2 separate regions of the Drosophila melanogaster genome follow, and region 2 is linked to region 1. A link is a contact called in public Hi-C data. All regions are on one chromosome and are shown on one strand. Each heading gives the region's core, a stretch centred on a gene start, on an enhancer-like site or on the middle of the called end of the contact. The rest is flanking DNA. Distances are from core to core; before and after follow the strand shown.

Region 1 (6,404 bases), core at 1,655-4,154:
TACTATTCGCCCTGATTTTGGCCCTCGTGAGCCTGGACCCCTCTTCCGGTTACTCCCGCCGGAAAGATGAGCGTATAATTAGAGAATATAAGCGAGAGCAAGAGTTAAATCACGCCAAGATCGCCAGAGATTTGGTCCATCGCGCCAATTGGGCGGCTGTGGGAAGTCTCTCCACCAACGAACGGGTGAAGGGGTATCCCATGGTCAACATTATCTCCATCGACGACAGCGATGCTAATAACAGGTCCACTGGACGTATTCGATTCCTGCTAACCGATTTGGACTTCACTGGTCCCGACTGGCAGAAGGACAACAAGGTCACACTCCTGTTCAGTGACGAGCAGACCCTAAGATGCAAGGAGGGCGGAAAGGATCCCATGGAGCCTACATGTGCCCGTTCCATGATCAGTGGACAGGTGAAGAAGGTATGAAAAATGAATTAAATCCTATTTAAAATGGATTAAGAATGTTTTGGCTCATTTGAAGATGGATCCTAGCGACAAAAGCTATCAGCCATCGCTGGATGCCTATGTGAGGCGTCATCCAGCTGCCATCAATTGGGTAAAAGGTTGGTGAAAGCGAACCTCATTAAGAGCTCGATATGTATGTACTAATAATAAATACGTTGTTTCTTTTACAGCTCACAATTTCTACCTTTGCGAACTGGAAATTAGCAATATCTTTGTTCTGGACTTCTATGGAGGTCCTCATAAAGTGAGCGCCTCTGACTATTACGCTGTTTCGAATTGATGAACTCCTCCAAAAGCAATCCAACTGACGCCTCATATACTTTGTCAAAAAATGAAATGATAAGCATATTTGCACAACATGTCTGCCACAAAGGGAAAGAATGAAGACAAAGGCCTTTATGAAAGCCACTTATCAGTTGAGCTCTGTGATTTCAATCGATAGAACAATAACTTTGATATAAATAAAAATACATTCCGTTGAATGTACTCTGACATACTGAAATGTATTGTTTTGGTTTAAGAGAAACCAGAATTGTTTAACTAAAATGTTTTCATCTTTTTAGATTCAATTTACATTATTTATGTGTATATATAAAATACTTTTTAGTTTTATATGTTAGGCGGTAGCCTAGATGGATAATTTATCTGACTCATTAGGTAAACTTCACGCTTTGAGTAACTTATCCAAATATACCTTCTTCTGAAAGCAAACTAAATCACTGCACCCACCAATTCGTAGATAGAACCATTAGTGGTTAATTTGTATGTATATTTTAAACGCAGTTTTTCAAAGTTAATCGATATAAATGTAGTGGCGCAACGCCGTGGATTAGTCTTTCAAGGGGTTTACAGTGGTTCCATCTAGGTACCGGGCACCTTGCACAGGGTGGCATCAATCTTCTGCAGCTGCGGCAGTATGTCGCGCAGTTTGGAGCGGTAGCGAACATCCTTGGCCAGCGGATTGTACTCCAGGTAGATGGTCTGCAGCGCCTTGTTCACCTTCAACAGCTCAATGTCCTTCCAGTCATCGACTCCGTTGTGGTTCAGCCACAGCTCCTCGAGCAGTTCCAGCTTTTCCAGATTGGCAATGCCCTTCAACCGGTTCTTGGCCAAGTCGAGGGTCTCCAATTTGGTGTTCTCCGAGAGGTTTTCAATGGTTTCCACTCCGTTTTCCGAAACGTAGAGTTCGCGGAGGTTGGCAAGCTTTTCAAGGTTCTCGATTTTTACAATGCGATTGGCCTGTAGACTGAGTATCTCCAAATTGACCAATGTGTCCAAGTTCTCGATCTTTGCTATCTTATTTTTGCCCAGGAAGAGCTGTCGTAGATTCACGAGCATTTCGATGTTTTCGATCTTCTTCAGTTTGTTATCCCCCAGCTCTAGCATGGTCAGATTGGTGAGCATGTCCAGGTTCTCGATTTGGGTTATCCGGTTCGACACAAAGTAGACCTTCTCCAGCTTGACCAGCTTGTCAAGGTTCTCTATCTTCGTCAGACGATTGAAGCTAATGTCCAGCACCTCCAGGTGGGGCAAGTCGTCCAAATTCTCAATCTTGGTGATCTGGTTGTCATACAGCTCCAGCTCAATCAGTGTTTTCAGGCTGGACAAGTTCTCGATTTTCTTGATCAGATTCCAGCGCAGAAACAGGCGCTCGATTCGAGTCAGCGGCTCGAAGTTCTCCAGCTTCTCGATCCGGCGATGATTCAGATCAAGCTCGTAGCAGTCCGGATCGATTGTGATTATATCCTCAATGGAAGCCACATCCTCGGCGGGAATCACCTGGATTCCGGACACAGTTTTCGCGGCTTCTGGTTCGTTCATCGCACGATCAGCATCGCCCATGACTGATATATTTTGACCGGCTTTTCTTTTTTTTTAATTCAAGTTGACTTTCGAAAATTGAACGCTGACTTGACTTGTTGTTTATTCCGCTGCTCAGGGTGGAACAAAGTGGGGTGACTTTCTTTAAATATGACGTCAAAGCTTGACACTGTTACAAAAGCAAGAACACACGGTAAATATAAATATGTAAATTTAAAATAAATATGTATTAAAATATTTACTTAATATTTATAAGTTAAGTCCAAGATGACTGTATACTCCTTTTGGTCCAACTTGTTCAATATGTCAACAAAATACTTAGTCACCTTACCGGCACTTTAACACTATTTCTACTAGAGATGTGCACCTAAGAACACGATGCTAAACCTGTATTATTATATATTCCAATGTAAATGAAAAACAAATATTGATTGATAATTTGCCAAATAAACTAGAACATAATTTTTGGAACCAGCTTTACGTAATTTTTACAATTTTAATATCTCTTTTAAGTTTTTCAAGCAGTTGTGCCAATGTCGTTCTTGATTGAGAAATGCGCATCTCTAGCATTTCTTCTTCTATCATCAGTGTTAAGCAACGCCGGCGGGGTTCAATCAGATGTTTTCCAAGCGTGTTGATTCAATTGGCAACAAATTGCAAATTGTTTAAAAAAGACTCGAAAATGGCTTTCAAATGACAGCAAACAAGTAGTTTAAACTGTCAAAACAACGGATAAAAACGAAGCGTTGCAGGTGGCAGTGTTTATTAAAGCAAAGAACAAACAATCATGTCTACGGGCCTAAAATGTCGCAATTGCGGATCCAACGAGATCGAGGAAGACAATGCTCGCGGAGATCGAGGTATAATGACATCCAAGGACCCATATCCATGACACTAACGACGTTCACCCATTCACTGTAGTTTGCATGAACTGCGGCTCGGTATTGGAGGATTCCCTCATTGTTTCCGAAGTGCAGTTCGAGGAAGTTGGCCATGGAGCAGCCGCAATTGGCCAGTTTGTGTCCGCCGAGTCGTCGGGCGGTGCCACCAACTATGGCTACGGCAAGTTTCAGGTGGGATCGGGCACCGAATCCCGCGAGGTGACCATCAAAAAGGCCAAGAAGGACATCACACTACTCTGCCAGCAGCTGCAGCTATCCCAGCACTATGCAGATACTGCTCTGAATTTCTTCAAGATGGCATTGGGTAGGCATCTGACCCGCGGTAGGAAGAGCACCCACATCTACGCCGCTTGCGTGTACATGACCTGCAGGACAGAGGGCACCTCCCGTGAGTAGTGCATTCATTTTGCCTAAAGAGTAGCTTATTGACTGCTCATATCTTCACAGATCTCCTCATCGACATCAGCGACGTACAGCAAATCTGTTCCTATGAGCTTGGTCGTACCTACTTAAAGTTATCGCATGCCCTTTGTATCAACATACCTTCTCTGGGTGAGTGAACGTTGTGAATACTAAACTATACACCTAAATCCCAATCCACAGTCAAGTCAAGCCATAGCTCCACTCTTAATTTTTGTTTTTTTAAAAATATTTTGTTGGGTTTGTTAGATTTGCTTGCTTTCCTTTTATCAGGTATTTAACAATACTCTACTCGTTCCTGTTTTCTTTATGCACTACTTACGTGATGTCAAAATATCCAAAATCTTCAACTCTGAGAAAGTAAATTCGCAAAAATCTAATAATGTATTTTGTTTGATTAAAGTACATAATGGTAATAGATTCATAATCAATACAGGATAACATTTTATATAGATATATGTATATAAAAACCATAATTGTCTTATCAAAAGCAAAAAATCAGTACAATTTCCAAAGAAATCCGAAATACAAACGTAAAACTGATTGTTGCGCTCAGCAGGCTATAATAATGCACAGGAGAAGTACGGGGCTTAGTATCAGTAGAAAGGCATATTGTGTATGTATGAGAGATATAATGGAACAACTACGAAATAGATATAATGCGTACTACAAGATTAATATTTGAATATATATGTAGGGGGGATTTTGTGCGCATCTCGTACAAGATCCCTTGATTTCATTTTTGTTTGCTATTTCGTTAACTGGTTAACTTGGGTTTCAAATTCGTCGTATGCAACTATTAACATGGCCTATTCTCCCTCGAAGTGTTTAGGACTATAGTTTATCATTATCAGATCAGATGTGTGTATATGTTAGGTATATGCTGGCAAAAATATGTTTGGTATATATCGTATTAGCTTTTGTCCACTCTCCCTTTAACTGTCTTTAGAATATTGGTTAACGCTAGCTTGACTGATTGCCCGATTTTCACTTATTGCATGTATCTATGCGTCTCTATTAGCGTCCATATGACCCCATCCCGCCCTCTTAAGTCGTGGAACGTATTAAGTTTTCGAGTCAACTACTAATCTTTATCTATAAAGTTAAGAGTGTATATGATCAACTTTTTCGATTTTGAAAATATCTTTATATGCATTACCAACAGACTATGTGCAGTGCGTTTTAGAACTGCAAAACCATTGATTTCACTTGCTTAACATACTTGGGATATCGAAGGAAACTTTCCAATTATAGCAAATTTCCTATATCGATTGACTTGCATCGGCTGACTTTTTTTTTTGAGATGATCACGTACTGACAATCGTCTTGGAGTTTTAAAACGCACTGCCGAGGTGTATATATATGTGTCTATGCTTTGACGTGTATATATATGTTTATATATAGGACTATTATGAAAACTAGAGTACTCTACTATCTTGGTATATATATATATATATATATATATATATGAGCCTAAAACTCCAATTTACTTTCTTGTGCTGCACTGAAAACCCATGAGTTTCGATTTTGTATCTGTATCTTTTGCGGTTGCTGTGTTTTGTATTGTTGTGTTGGTCTCCTCTGTTGCTGCTGCTGTTGGCGGTAGTAACAGGCTCCCTGCCACTCGGCGCAATAGAGCTGTGCGCATCAGGTGCTTCCGTCGCCATCCTCCCCAGAACTGTTGGCGTTATTGCCAGATCCATTGCTGCTATTCGGAACAGCTGTTCCGGCTGCTGCGGTTGAAGTCGCTCCTGCATTGGAGGAACTGCCACCAATTGGCGTGGGACACAGTGAATTGGTGGGCGAGCTCATTGCTGTCACTGTGGTGGGTCCGTAGAAGATTAACTCTGGGATTTGGCCGCCCTGAACTCCGGTGCCGTTGGTGCTCTCCGACGAGCACTGGAACTGGAATGTCACATTGCCCATTAGCACCTCGGACATGCCCTCCTGGCCAAAGAAGCTAAGCTCGTTTCCATCGAGAATTACGGAGGCGGTATAATAACACTCGGGCTCGATCTGGATGGGATTCTCGAAGAAGACGTGGAACGTGTTGCTTGATCCGTCCGAGAAGAACTTGGTGTCGTTCTCTGCAAGCGTGCGGCCCAGGCGTTTAAGTTCGATCTTTACGTTGTAGTTGGCAGCACCAGTCGACGAGCCGTACAGTCCAAAACCCACAATGAAAATTCTGAAATTTTCAGTTTTAATTACCTTAATCCAATAACCATTTGTTAGATAGAACTTACCTTCGATCAACAGAAAACTGAATTGAATCACAGCGCCCGCGGTAGCGCCACTGGTTCGAGCGATAGGCGCACGACTGGAAGCGATGGCAGACCTGGGTCTTTAATCCCGCCCTGGAGCGTGTGGGAAAGCCCAGGGAGGGCTTCATCTTGGCAGTGAAGTGCAGGAACATGTCGATCGTCTCCTGCGACGAAAGAATGCCTGTCTGGGCCACGCCGTTAGCGAACTCCTCCAGCGACATTGTGGGAATGCGGATGAGGTGCAGCGCTTGTCCCAGCAGCCGGCGCTTGTTCTGCGGCGTGTCATCGATGCTCATCTTCTCGCAGGCGTTCATTGCCCAGTTAAGGGCCGCCTCGAACAAGTGTATCTCCTTGCAGTTGAGTGTCTCTCGCGAAAGAATTGACTCAAAGGTCTTGAGATCAATATCCACAAAGTCCTCGGACTTAACCGCCATCTCGGCCTGGGCGTCGATCACTTCCCAGCAACGTTGCATCAGCTCGGGCTCCTCGAACAGACGCGATTGACTGAGAAGTAGGCAGGCGTTTTTTGC
Region 2 (6,640 bases), core at 1,628-4,127, 140 kb before region 1:
GGCCAAACTGCTGCACAAGATCAAGCGCGAGAAGAAGGGTGCCATTCGAGAAATACGCAGAGATACGTCCTTCGTTCAGATGCTTAGGCTCAAACAGACCCTGCAAAGGTTTGTGTTCCATTTACAATTTAACCGTTCCTTTCTAATCTATTGTATTTCATATCCACAGTGACAAGGAGCGCCACGAGAAGGTTAAGCGCATTTACCAGGAGGCATCCGTGCAACAGGGCGAGCTCAATGAGCTGTCCCGGGCCAAAAAGAAGAAGAAGTTCTAGGCTCGACTTTGAATTAGTTATTTTTAGCTAGACTATAAACAAAGCTGAGAGTAAAGAATATAGCAGTGTTGCTTATATTTTAGTATCACGAAATCGGCCTTCACAGTTTTTATAGTTATGCAAAGCTACTAACCCAGATTAAGCACAAGGGTGGGTCGATTAAAATGAAACATCTCATCATTGCTCTTTGAAAGCACTATAGCACCAACATACATTTCCAAATTAAAAACATGTTTCTTCAAGAAGCAACAAAATTTAACGACTTCCTTTAACTACTATAACTTTAATAACAAAATTGACCCACCCCAATGTACGTATATGTATATGATAATCCTATGTGCCTACTTCGTCTTTCCCGAGATTTGCCGGCATCGCAGAGTCGCCTGTTCCACCGCTCCAGACACCGCAGCCCGAAAACCTGCAATCGACATCAAAGGTTGAAGTGGCGGCGATAAGCGAGTGCGTCATCGGCGTCATCATCCCAACTTACCTGACAGCTCGAGTTGTCTGAGTGCCGCTGCTGTCGATCCCGCCGGACTTGTGACCCCATCCTTGAGTTGTCCGGGATGCATACCACTGTCCCGCACCATGTGACCTGCGCCCAGGACTGTTTGCGATGCCAAACGATAGGCCAGATCCCTGGGCATGCCCATGTGAACGGCTCCATCCGCCAAGGCCTCAATCATCACGAATACATAGGCCGGTCCACTTCCGCTCAGAGCAGTAACCACATCCAACTGGGACTCATCCACCGGCTCACAAGTGCCCACGGACTGCAGCAGCTTCTGGGTAATATCCGCATCTGCATCTGTGGCCTTGGATCCGCGAACGAAAACCGAACAACCGGAACACACGACAGCCGGCAGATTGGGCATCACACGGATGACGCGAGCTTGTGGAGATAAACTGGACTCGATGGTGGACAAAGTGATGCCCATGGCCACGGAAAGGAATAGTTTGCCCGAGCTCAATGGCTGAATCTCCGACAAAACCGAGGGAACCACTTGGGGTTTCACGGACACGAAGACCACATCCGATTGCTGCACAACGGGTGCATTCTTGATCACTGTTTCCACTCCCAGGGATTGAAAGGACTGCAGGGAGAGCTTATCTGCCGGATGGACGCTGGCTATCAGGGTATTGGGTTTGGCCAGGCCTAGGAAATGAATTAGGAAATTTGGCGATTATATGATGAAATCCTTAACGTCCTATCCTTTTGTATCTAATTATAAGATGATGTTAGTTCATATATATATTGCATATCCAAGTGTGTCTTATCTATTGTCTAGCACAAAGTATGTCAGACTACAAATCTATTTTATTAGTGGCTTTCTCACCGGCCGCTAGGAAACCCTTAGCCAAAGCCTTGGCCATATTCCCGCCTCCCAGGAATCCGATCTTTCCGATTGCCGACATTAGTTAATGGGTTAAAAAGTCCGCGGACTGTGAGTACTGAACTTTCTGCTGGTGGAACGGCAACTGTGCGCCCGCCGCCGGCGTTGACCAAAAACAGACGCGAGGATTGATAAGAAATCTTGCCCGGCCAACCCCCTCCCAATCCCCTGCGTTGAGGGAACAACACACCCAGCGATCTGAGCTTATCATTGAGGTTCCTATGTGTGGGTTCGGCAATCGACAGCGGGGCAAAATAATAATAAATACTAAGAACTTTTCACACATTGTAAATAAAGAAAACATTAAACTATTAATAGTGCTGTTTTACAATCGAATTATATTTGAATAAAAATAGTCATTAAAATCCACTTAAGATAGAGACAAATTTTTAATAGATCATAAATTACAACCCATTATTTAAAGTGAAGTTATTATGATTTCAGCTTATATAACAATCAATTATAATATTGATTGATAATATTGATTATATATAATATGTAGTTTAAAATACAGTTCAAGTGCCGCGATTGCTAATATTTTGCCCGCCGTTGTATTTCCTTATCATTTAGAACAACTGTCATCCGCAACTCATTCACCCATTAATCGGCGTGACGAAGTCCAAATTAATGCGAGATGCCGATGCCCTGTAATCCCTGTAATCGTGCGTTGATCCACTTTCGTGTTTTGGATTCCATTTCTATAAATTTCTATATAGCTGTACTCTTTGGCAATCCTTACTTACCAAGTTTCAAAAACATTCCGCACTTTAAGAGATAACAATCGTTATCAATGTGAGCGTGATAACAGTAGAGGCGATATACACATGCTTATTTGTAAAGGGCTACATTAGAAAACCAAAGTATTTACTTTGTATATTACAAAATATTGCCATAGGGATTTTGGGACATACCCGGGTATACTAGATACGTTGGAAAGTAGATACCGCCTAGTAAGCAATTTTCGAAAAGAGTTCTTTCTTCTTTTTATCATATCTCGCATTAAGTAACGGGTATTTGATAGTCCAGCAAATCGGCTAAAACTAAAAGATCTATATTTACTGTTTTCAAAGAATTGCACAGATTTGAGAGTCAGTTAATTAGCGGATACATACACCACTCCATCCAATTTTCTCACCGTATGCAGCAAAGTTTCCCTCCTTCACCACGTGGTGAGGAAGCCAACATAGACTCTGGTAACACTAAACTGGAGATGAAACTTACTTCCGCACACGGTACCACTAAACTCTTCATGCCAAAATAAAAGATTAAATTAAGATATTGCCAGCTCCAAACCCGGATATATAACCCCACAAGTGATTAATACGAATTAGGGGCATCCACTGTAGCGGAGTAAGCTCGTGATACTACCAAAATTTACCAAAGTCAAGCCCTAGTTGTCCCCTACACGTGTGTGAGTGTGTGTGTGCGGGTGTCGGTCGTGTGCGCCTGTATATGTGCGTTGTTTTCTCACTCAATTTCATTGCAATTTAAAAAAAAATCAACAAAAACGCAGTAACAGCAGCAACAACAATTAGAAAACGCACTTGTTACCGAGGTTGGCTGCCAGTACTAGAAAAGCAAACAATAAACAACCGAGCTGGCGAGACTGAAATCCATCGCATGATAAACACACCGAACAAGAATCTTCGACAGCTTCGAAATTCTGGAGAAGGACGGTACGTATTGGTATTTATGCGACCAGATACGAGTATAATTGATTTGCAAATTATTCCACAGGGCCACGTCGCTATCTTATCTGCTACAGTGAGAGAAAAACCAGTAGGCCAGTCGTGTTCGATCATAGTTTAGGTTTTCAAACTTGGGCGGTAGTAATTAAGTTCGTTAAAAATTAGCAAAACCAAAACAACACCATGTCCTCGTCGTCGACGTCCGGCGGCCGGAAGCAACCCACTGCTGTGTCGCGCATGAAGCAGGACTATATGCGCCTCAAGCGGGATCCCCTGCCGTACATAACCGCCGAGCCGCTGCCCAACAACATCCTCGAGTGGCACTACTGCGTCAAGGGGCCGGAGGACTCGCCCTACTACGGCGGCTACTACCACGGCACCCTGCTCTTTCCGCGCGAGTTCCCATTCAAGCCGCCATCCATCTACATGCTGACGCCGAACGGTCGCTTCAAGACCAACACCAGACTGTGTTTGAGTATATCAGGTATGTGTCAGTTCCATATCCGTAGGAGTCCGAATCCACAGCTAGAAATAAAGCGGATTGGTTGTCACAGTAGTAGAACATTAAAGAATGGGTAGTAACTACAGGCTTAAAGACTACCATTAACTTTGAACGCTGAATAGTTTTAGTTATGTTTGACGAAGCCGATGGACTTTGTGGCTTAGTCAAACATGTTTTTTGCGACCTTTCAAATAGATATTCGTGTATCTGTTTAGATCTGTTTAGATTCTATTGTTCCAAACATATAACTTATCAACCCTATTGGGATTTTCAGATTTTCATCCGGACACTTGGAACCCGACTTGGTGCGTAGGCACCATTCTCACTGGACTGCTGAGCTTCATGGTGAGTTATTACGAATACATGATCATACGTTTGAGTAAGCCAATCTTAAATCCTTCACAGCTGGAGAGCACACCCACACTCGGATCCATCGAATCATCGAACTATGACAAGCAAATGTTTGCTCAAAAATCACTAGCATTTAACCTGCGCAACACCAACTTCTGTGAGCTGTTTCCGGAGATAGTCGAAGAGATCAAGCAGCGGCTGCGAGGAACACAGGCGGCAGCTGCTGTGGACGGACCCGCTGCCAATGGAGTAAAGCGTTCCAACGGACTGGCCAACGGAGCGAGCCTGGCATCTGCGGATGGCAATCTGGCGGTGGGCGGCTTGGCCAATCCACTGAATGCAGCGGACGCAATCGATGGCGGGGCGGCGGGTCAGGCGGATTTGGCCAGCGGCGGAGGAGCGGCGGTCCAGAATAGTGCACGGAACTCCTATCTAAACTGGCAGTCCGTCTATTCAAACCTGGTGATCATTATCTGCTTTGCAATTTTTGCCCTCATTGTTAATTACGTGATCAAGAACCTGAATCAGGAATAGAATTACCGACACAGCCTCTATATTTATATAAAGAAATAGTTACACATCCGTATGCGTGTGCATATCTAATCTAGTTTACTTTAAAATAGTCTTCGTGGATTGTATACCGCTTGAGAAGTATTTACATACCCCGCTTGATTCAAAAACAACCGCACTAGACCCCCGGCATCCATTCCCACGATTCCCACGATTGCTGACTTAGTCTGAAAATTATCGGCAGCAAAATTTGAAAACACAAGAACACACAATTCAGAACTCGACTTGTGAAATTTAAAAATTGTTTTGTTATGTATTCATTACTATTAACGCCTAGTTTAATGCAACGTGAATAATGCCAGAAATATGTTTGTAAATGAATAAAGAAGCCCGGCAACATATGAGCTCGTGTACAAATTAACCAATATATGTGTGCGTTTCTTGATTATTAAATGGATCTTCATTTTCAGTCGCCACAAATTGCTTGGATGTTGGATGATTCAACTTGTATAATAAGTTGTAATTTGTAGTTGGCTTTTCGCTGGCTAAGCGGCTTAAGTATGAAGCAAAGTCCGCTGGCAGTCGGCAATAATTTTTCCTCACACTAGCTAAGTACGGCCAAATCCAATAAACTGATGCCTGGCTGGGCAACAATGTTACACATTTAAACCGCTTACATTGTTGGCCATCTTAAGCCGAAATTACACACATGACGCTTATTACTCCTGGAAGTGGGCGTTGCGGACCAAGTTCGATGGTTACAGTGAATTGTGGTTACCACAATCTATGTCTTTGAAGTAAAAACAATCTATGTCTTTGAAGTAAAAACTACAGAATAATACTATGATTTTTTTTTAAAACTATCTATAACCAGTATATATATTTATACGATATATTCGCTTTGTAGGAATATTTTATAGATTTAAAGTCGTTTTAATAGTTTTCCAGGAAAATAAAATACTTGCTGAACAATAACAGATTTATAGAGAAGAGAGTTTAGAATTATTAGAAAATTCGGGAAAAGAAAATCCGATTACCCAGCAGACGCGGCAAACTCCTTTAAAATAAAAGGACGCAGCGACGACTTTGTTTTGCACAGAAAGTTTTTTTGGCCAGACGCTGAAGTTGATAATTTAACTAACGTAAATTTCAAGTTCAGGCAGCATGGCAAAGTTTCCGACTGCGGCTGGCACTCGCAACTTTTCAAATTTGGTTGTTTGTTTTATGAACTTGCAACAGTTTAAGCCAATTTCGGCTGCACTGAGGGAGAAAACCACCAGAAGATACACAACATTAAATGATATCCCGGATGGCCAAAGAGTCCAAGACACACAGACCCCATAACCGAGACATTTCTGGTCCTGTCATCGAGTATTTTTATGCGGGCTGCCGATGGGCGGGGATTTCGGAATCGCTTGTGCTTTTTGCTCGAAATTTATTTTGAGTACCCACCAGGATGGCAACTGGCGTCTAAGTCCGAAGTGTCTCCTGCACTTCCGCCTTATCCTTTTGATGCTCGGGCGGATGTGCAATTTTTGCTCATTTGTTCTTGGCATTTATAAGCTTCAGTTTGCCCGAAAAGAGGTCACTGGCATTGTGGGTCCAAGGAGTTCATTGTTCGCCGCCGAGCTGAAATCCCCAAAATGTGCCAGGCTTAAATGTCCAACAAATAGCTGCAGGACATTAGTTGACGGCAATAAATGTCGATGCTCCCGGGCTAAGCGGCTTATCCACAGCAAATATAAATATGCGCGAGTAAGCTTGCGAAAACAAAACACAAATGGAGTGGTCAACGGCTATTCGATGCGATGGCCACAAGGGGAAGTCGGCCCAACGGGGCTATAAAAATAATGACCAAAACAAAACCAAGTGCCCACGGCCAAGACGGAAGGCCAGATAAATAAATGTAAATAAATAAAA

Evidence for each region. Hi-C and Micro-C count contacts between places; a contact is called where the count stands out from the background.
Region 2: a Hi-C map of the Kc167 cell line shows a contact between it and region 1, with 2.0 times the contacts expected there. The contact joins the promoter of CG5823 here to the promoter of Brf in region 1. A contact is called at or near these places in 30 of 107 Hi-C or Micro-C datasets (the D17-c3 cell line, the Kc167 cell line, the ML-DmBG3-c2 cell line and 11 more) and 4 of 6 datasets of contacts at active chromatin or transcription factors (the Kc167 cell line and the S2 cell line).

The regions. Positions count from the first base shown.
Region 1 is chr3R:17,387,837-17,394,240 of dm6, reverse strand. It overlaps Brf (Brf RNA polymerase III subunit), which reads left to right and starts at 2,904. Exons shown (of 7, transcript NM_142359.3): 1 at 2,904-3,151; 2 at 3,213-3,581; 3 at 3,641-3,745. The coding sequence starts at 3,079. lute (lute,) reads right to left here. Exons shown (of 6, transcript NM_001260221.1): 5 at 5,857-6,404; 6 at 3,976-5,798. The coding sequence ends at 5,261. sds22 reads right to left here and starts at 2,647. Exons shown (of 2, transcript NM_142362.4): 1 at 2,534-2,647; 2 at 1,221-2,460. The coding sequence starts at 2,312. The coding sequence ends at 1,332. It overlaps CREG (Cellular Repressor of E1A-stimulated Genes), which reads left to right. Exons shown (of 4, transcript NM_169756.2): 2 at 1-425; 3 at 487-568; 4 at 641-969. The coding sequence ends at 750. It also overlaps asRNA:CR44160.
Region 2 is chr3R:17,530,824-17,537,463 of dm6, reverse strand. CG5823 reads left to right here and starts at 2,877. Exons shown (of 4, transcript NM_142374.3): 1 at 2,877-3,345; 2 at 3,407-3,841; 3 at 4,134-4,204; 4 at 4,265-5,139. The coding sequence starts at 3,541. The coding sequence ends at 4,744. P5cr-2 (Pyrroline-5-carboxylate reductase-like 2) reads right to left here and starts at 2,649. Exons shown (of 4, transcript NM_001275741.1): 1 at 2,581-2,649; 2 at 2,413-2,511; 3 at 766-1,431; 4 at 328-693. The coding sequence starts at 2,428. The coding sequence ends at 617. l(3)07882 (lethal (3) 07882) reads left to right here. Exons shown (of 3, transcript NM_001316506.1): 2 at 1-108; 3 at 170-1,931. The coding sequence ends at 275.